2 separate regions of the Triticum aestivum genome follow, and region 1 is linked to region 2. The links are chromatin contacts, called in public Hi-C maps. All regions are on one chromosome and are shown on one strand. The core of a region is the stretch at or near the end of the contact, and the rest is flanking DNA. Distances in the headings are between cores, read along the strand shown.

Region 1 (3,110 bases), core at 41-2,540, 470 kb before region 2:
TGCTGTGCCGATCTTTTCATACTTGATAATAAATTTATAATCTAGGTTCAGCACAGCACAATCCAGCAACCACAATCAAGCATTTCAAGTCGAATACAAAACAGATTCAGGTACAGCAACTAATATTTGGCTAGACTTGACCAGTCACTTTGTCCATTTTCAGTTCAAAAAGTCACTTTGTTCATTACTACTCGGTGCATGCCAGGACATGCACCGGGTCATCAAATGACCAAAGTTCCATATATACTTGCCAATTCAAGCTCTTATACAAACATAAACATATCGAACAAACTGCGGCAAACTGCGGACACAGCTGAAGCTAGAAACCTAGAAGCCACTCACCATAGCTAGATTGACTCCCATCATCGCTGCAGGAGCGCATCCACGCGCCCCTCCAGGATTGCGACCGCTCATCGCAGCTGAGGCAACCACTCCCAAAGTAGGACCGGAGCCTGTCGCAGCCTTGAGCACGGTCCTTCACCAAAACCCCATTGATGGACAGATTTTGACGGCCATCAGAGGTCTCCAAGATGGAAACTTGTTCATCTCCACAGGTCCATGAAAGGGTTGGCTCGGACCCGGAAGCCAAAGCCAGAGACGAGCAGAGAAGGAAGAGCAGAAGAGCCAGAGGAGACATCGACACAGCGAACTGGACCGTAAAATTCACAAGTATCTCATCCCCGAGACGAGCATATACCGCTTAAAAATGGGGATACAAGAGTGGTCGCATCCCCCTTCTCCTCCAACTCAACAAGGACAACTTTATTTGCCTCCAAGAAGACGAAATGAAGTCAAGGCTATAACTCGTGAGCAAGGGGACACAACTACAAGTGAATCGGGCTACTCCGCGGCGGATGAACTAGACGCCAAGAAAGGGCAACAAATCAAGGAAGACCTAGGAGTAGAAAACCTTGACCGAATTGGAGCGAGCGCCCCAGCACAACAACAAGACAAGCAAATCTAATCTGGGTTGAGCAGGAAGCAGAACGCCGACTGATCTGGCTACTTTACCACTCGAGGATCGGGGCTGTGGGGATCAATCGAGCGAGCGACTGGGTGTTGCTCAGATCGGGAGAAAGGAAGGATAGAAGGAAAGTGCGGAGCAGTTGGGGGGCAGACGGAAAAGAAGAAAGGAAATATCTTTGCAGCTCCCTACTCAGCTGAGCTGAAGCGAAGCCCGAAGAAGGTGGGAAGAGTTGGAGGGTCAAGGCAGAGACTGGAGAGGCGGGGTGGGGTGGGAACCGGCGGCGCCGGTAACTTCCGGGTGGCAACGTCACCGGAGGTGGCAGGTGCGGACCGGGGTGTGAAACTTCTAGCAGGTGGCAGCGTCACTGACTGGGCCGGGTTGCTCAGCTTTCTTTTCTAGATTTGCCCAGCTGTATTGGTACGAACTTCATTTGCCTCCACCTCTCTTCACCCTCCTCTCCACTTCGACTCTTTTTTGTTACACTCTTCCTTACCGTATGGGTTGAGTATACTGCATAATGTTAATTATTTCTTTTTACGAAGCGGAAGATTCTTAGTATAATCAATAACATATGATCATCAGCAAGAAGGTGTTTGTTTTGCTAATTTAATCCCGTTTTCCCGATTACATTGGCACCGCAAAAGTCGGTTCATGTGTTTGATTGCACTAGACCGTAAACGAATACAGTGTAAATGAGTATCAAGTCAGTTTTCACTTGATTACGCCCATCCCCACCGCAACCTGATTGCGTTACTGGAACACTCCCTCCCTTAATCCCATCCACCTCCCCTGATCCTATCCGACAGATTTCCTTTGTCACCTAAAAAACCTCTAGCCGCGGATCTTCTGATCTCCTCTAATATCCCCTTCGACTTCCTTTTATGAGCTAGCTAACGCGCCATAGGGGAGCGGGGAGCAGCACCGGTCGTCGGTCCCCGCGACACGACATGAGGAGCAGCTGGAGTCCTTCAACATATCTACATGTTGTCATGTTCCTCCATCCTCAACCATCAAGATCCCGTTGCATGCATCCTACACTCTTCGCTTCACTTCCCACTCTTGAGGATTGTGCACCCTCTAGATGGTTATACTGTTCAAGAGCATCTAGAGTGTGGATTCGCTGAAGAACTAGTATGTGAAGGTACGGAGATCACCTCAAGATCTACCACGAGTGATTGGATGAGTTATGTGGAACTTAGTTCAAGGATGACAAGGCAAAGATTTTCGTGTCTTCAGAGATGGGGCTCAGCCTCTCCAACCAGACTTAGAGTTGTGCTAGCAAGTTGAATTGAGTGAGCACATGGCATTATCTTCTAAGAGCAAATATGTTTTATTTCTTCACACTGTTTTACTTTTAAAATTCCTTTGTGTTTCAATCTATTTTCCCTTTCTATCCTTCTTTGTGATTGATGTGAAGATTATGCATATATACATGTTTAGCATCGTGCTTTGTTTACCTTTCTCAAATGCATCTTCTTGTTTGTTAGACTTGAGTACTTGTACTTCTACTTGGTCATTTTCTTGCTAAGTAATTGTCTAGTTATTCCTCTAATTTGCCTTTGTGTTGTTGTCTTGTTATTCTTCTATTTCCTACAGTATTTCAAGTTTTAGAAGATTTTTTTAAATCACACATTCACCCTCCTCTGGTCGATAACTTTGAAACTACAATTGGTATCAGAGGTATTCACTTGTCTCTGTGTGATTTTGTTTTTAATCATTTGGAGTTTTAGTTATGTCTATTACATGAAATTTTAGAGGTGCTATGAGGAAACCTATCATTGATTGCACTGATTACCCCTACTGGAAGCACAAGATGCGATTTCATATCAATGATATGGACGAATAACTCTGGTGAAAGGATTGGTATGGTAGACTAGAGGGAAGGAGTGAATAGGTGACTATCAATTTTTAACTTCTTTTAACAAATTAAGACTTACGAAGAAAATATGTTGTATAGATATGCAACTAGGTGTACAACCTATATGACCAGCACAACAACAATAACAAAGGCAAGAACAAGATAGAAACACAATAAAAGCTTGCACAAAGTAAAGGTAAGATGTAACTGAGTCGATGGAGATGAGGATATGTTACTGAAGTTCCCTCCTTTTGGGGGAGGTACGTCTCCGTTGGAGCACTGTGG
Region 2 (2,919 bases), core at 260-2,759:
AACTGATCCAACAAAAAGTTTAACATAACCACTTTTGTTATCATGATCTGCAGGAAGTTTTCCACATGAATATCAATTAAGTAGCCCATGAAAGGGTGCAAAACAAACTCAACTATTTGCCCACTAAAGCTCAATGAGATATAACAGTACAATCAGCTAACAAACATAAGTTCTACAGACATTGATTACTGGAACCAATACAAATAAAAACTGGATGGGTTCAAATTGGTACATAAACTGCTTACTAGGAGGGAAAACATATCATTCAGCTCAACGGTTATGACTGAAGGTCAACATCTGGATTAAAAAAATATGACCTAGCTGAAGCTGGCTATTACAATAGCTTATCTGAAGCTTCATCACAAGATAGGCTCGTAGGCCATACCATTATATGATTTAACCACGAGAGTACGAGACAGAACACAACTGTGTGCATCATGGAGAAATTAGATCTTAACCCGCACTTTAATTCCCCATTTGATAATTTGCCACCACCCCCCCCCCCCCTCCCCTGAGAATGACGGGGGGCTGGGACCACCCGCCATTAAGACAACCCTGGACAAACCATCAAACCCTAGTAAAGTGGGGTAAATAATCTAATCCCCTGTGTATCATGCAAACTACAGCATGTACATCTAAAACCAGTCTAAGCTCATCCTTCATGCAAAAAGGTGGGTGGTCTTGCCAACATGGTATACATGCTAGCACCATACATGGTGGCCCGGTTTGTCTCATCCCAACATTGACTGATCAGCTACGGCAAGTTAACAACAATTGATTGAATTTGGTGTAAAATCTTCCAGAGGTCACGGAAGATCAACTTCAAAACCTATTCCACAGCGGACCAAAAGCCCAAAACATATTCGCGTGCGGACACAAGCTAAAATTCCACATCTAGAGGAAACCTAGAAAACACCAAAGCGCAGAAACCAAGAATCTGCACCAAACCTGAGTAGTCTCCACGGCCTCCCCCGCCACCGCCTCCGTAGCGGCTCCTCGCTCCACCGGCCGTCTCACCGAAGTCGCCGCCGCCGCCGCCGCCGCCTCTGTACCCTCCAGTTCCACCACCGCCAACAACGTATTCAGACGGCGCACGGTACGGATGGAACCTCCCGCCTCCGCCTCCGCCTCCGCCGCCGTCGCTGCTCCCGCCGCGGGAGGAGCGGTGGGGCGGGGGGCTACCCCCGCCGCCGCCGGACCAGCGCGAGGGTCCGCGCGCGAATCTGCCGTCCGCGCCGCTGCGAGCGCCGCCCGCGGGGCCGGAGGGGTCGCCGGAGCGGTCGCTGCCGCGGTGCATGTGGTGGGCAGAAGGTGGCTAGGGTTTTGACGCGGCTCGCGAGCACGAGAGGGGGCAGGCGAAGGCGAAGAGAGAGGCCGTGTGGAATTTCAACTCCGCCTCGTCAAGTGCCAATTGCCGTGAGGATCAGATTGGATCCGATGGGCGACCGACGGCAGTCTGCCCCGGCGTAACCGTTTCGTTTCTATCAACGGACAATGTAATTTCGGGGCATCTTTCCCAACTCAATAGGGCTATTTATATATCAACCTATGGAAACTAGATGGTTTTTTTTTAGGGGAAATGGAAACTAGATGATGCATATGCATCGCCGAGGAAATCATATTACCACAAACTACCATTCATAATTAATCGTGATCCTTCTCTCCAAAAGATGATACGATTTCATAATTACAATTACAGTAACGTGATCCAACCATCTAAAAAATGATACTCTTCATAATTAACGTGATCCTTCCGTTCAACGCTTGATGATATTTTACATAAATAATATAATCATTGCATCAAAAAATGACATTCTCCATAATTCTTATTCAAAGATTCATACTCTACATAATTAGCGTGAAACCAACAAACATAGGAAACCCAACCGAGATATCGTTTGTCTACTAGTTTTCCGTCGGGTGAACCACCCCCGCGTCGTCCGTCAGGGCGACTCGGGAGGCCTCTCGATCCGCTTTTCTCGGCGATCGTTCACGTGTGTCCTCCCCTCGCCGCCGCCGGTCGGCACCGCCGGGCTTGCCCGCGCGGCCGACGGCGGCGGCGGGGCTCTATTCCCTTGGCGTTTAGGCGGCGTTTGGCAAGGTACGAGCAGCGGCTAGACGTGTGAAGGTGGGAAGTTGCAGCGGCAGCGCCAGATCGTGGATGTGGGTTGCAACCTCGTCGCTGGCGCACTACGCGGAGGCAGCTTGATCTTGGCTGCACGGCGGCCTCGTTGAAGGCAGGAAACCTGCACAGGGTGTGTAGCTGCCATGATTCAACATGGGGAACACGCCCATACCAAGGTTGCTGCTCCTGGGTGCTCTTCTGATGTTGCCAAGCAGCAGTTGCATTTCGCCCAGCTATGCCCCGAAGTTGCATCACCGGCTAGACGGAGACCTTTTGATATGGCGGCTGTGTCGACTAGTGATGAATCAGGTTGGTCTAGATCTATAGTCGGCGATGCAGAGTTGGGTTCCTTTGTGGGCTGACAGCATGCGTTGGATGGCTCGCAGTCGATGCATGGTGGTGGTCATGTCCTTTCCCTTGATATGATCTGCTGCCACATGCACGGATGATGGAGTTAGTGGCAGGACATGATGGTGTCGTCTGATGCAGATCAATCATCGGTTGCCACTTATGAAGACAGCGTAGGGCCTCCGAAGCATCCCAGACTTGGGATTTTGGTGGTGTCGGTGTCCTTGCTCGTCGTCAATGACTTCGTAATGCTGTGGCGAGCGACACTTGTCGCGGCTCATTGGCTTTGCTCACGTGGGCATGACCTTTGCTCGCGTCAAGACCGTGTGCATATGCAGTTGCTAGGATCGGGGCAAGTGGAGGAGACAACAGAGGATACCTTTTGATTGGGTGGTGCTTCTCGAGTACCTAGTCTCGGGCTCCGAAGTGAAAACCCTAGGTCTGAC

The links. A called contact is a pair of places that touch in the nucleus more often than the background predicts.
Region 1: a Hi-C map of leaf shows a contact between it and region 2, with 5 times the contacts expected there. The contact joins the promoter of LOC123120728 here to the promoter of LOC123120723 in region 2. A contact is called at or near these places in 3 of 5 Hi-C or Micro-C datasets (all in leaf).

What each region holds. Positions count from the first base shown.
Region 1 is chr5D:265,930,677-265,933,786 of IWGSC CS RefSeq v2.1, reverse strand. LOC123120728 (calmodulin-binding receptor-like cytoplasmic kinase 3) reads right to left here and starts at 1,290. Exons shown (of 7, transcript XM_044540719.1): 1 at 343-1,290. The coding sequence starts at 637.
Region 2 is chr5D:265,465,171-265,468,089 of IWGSC CS RefSeq v2.1, reverse strand. LOC123120723 (flowering time control protein FCA) reads right to left here and starts at 1,509. Exons shown (of 18, transcript XM_044540712.1): 1 at 949-1,509; 2 at 1-47. The coding sequence starts at 1,297.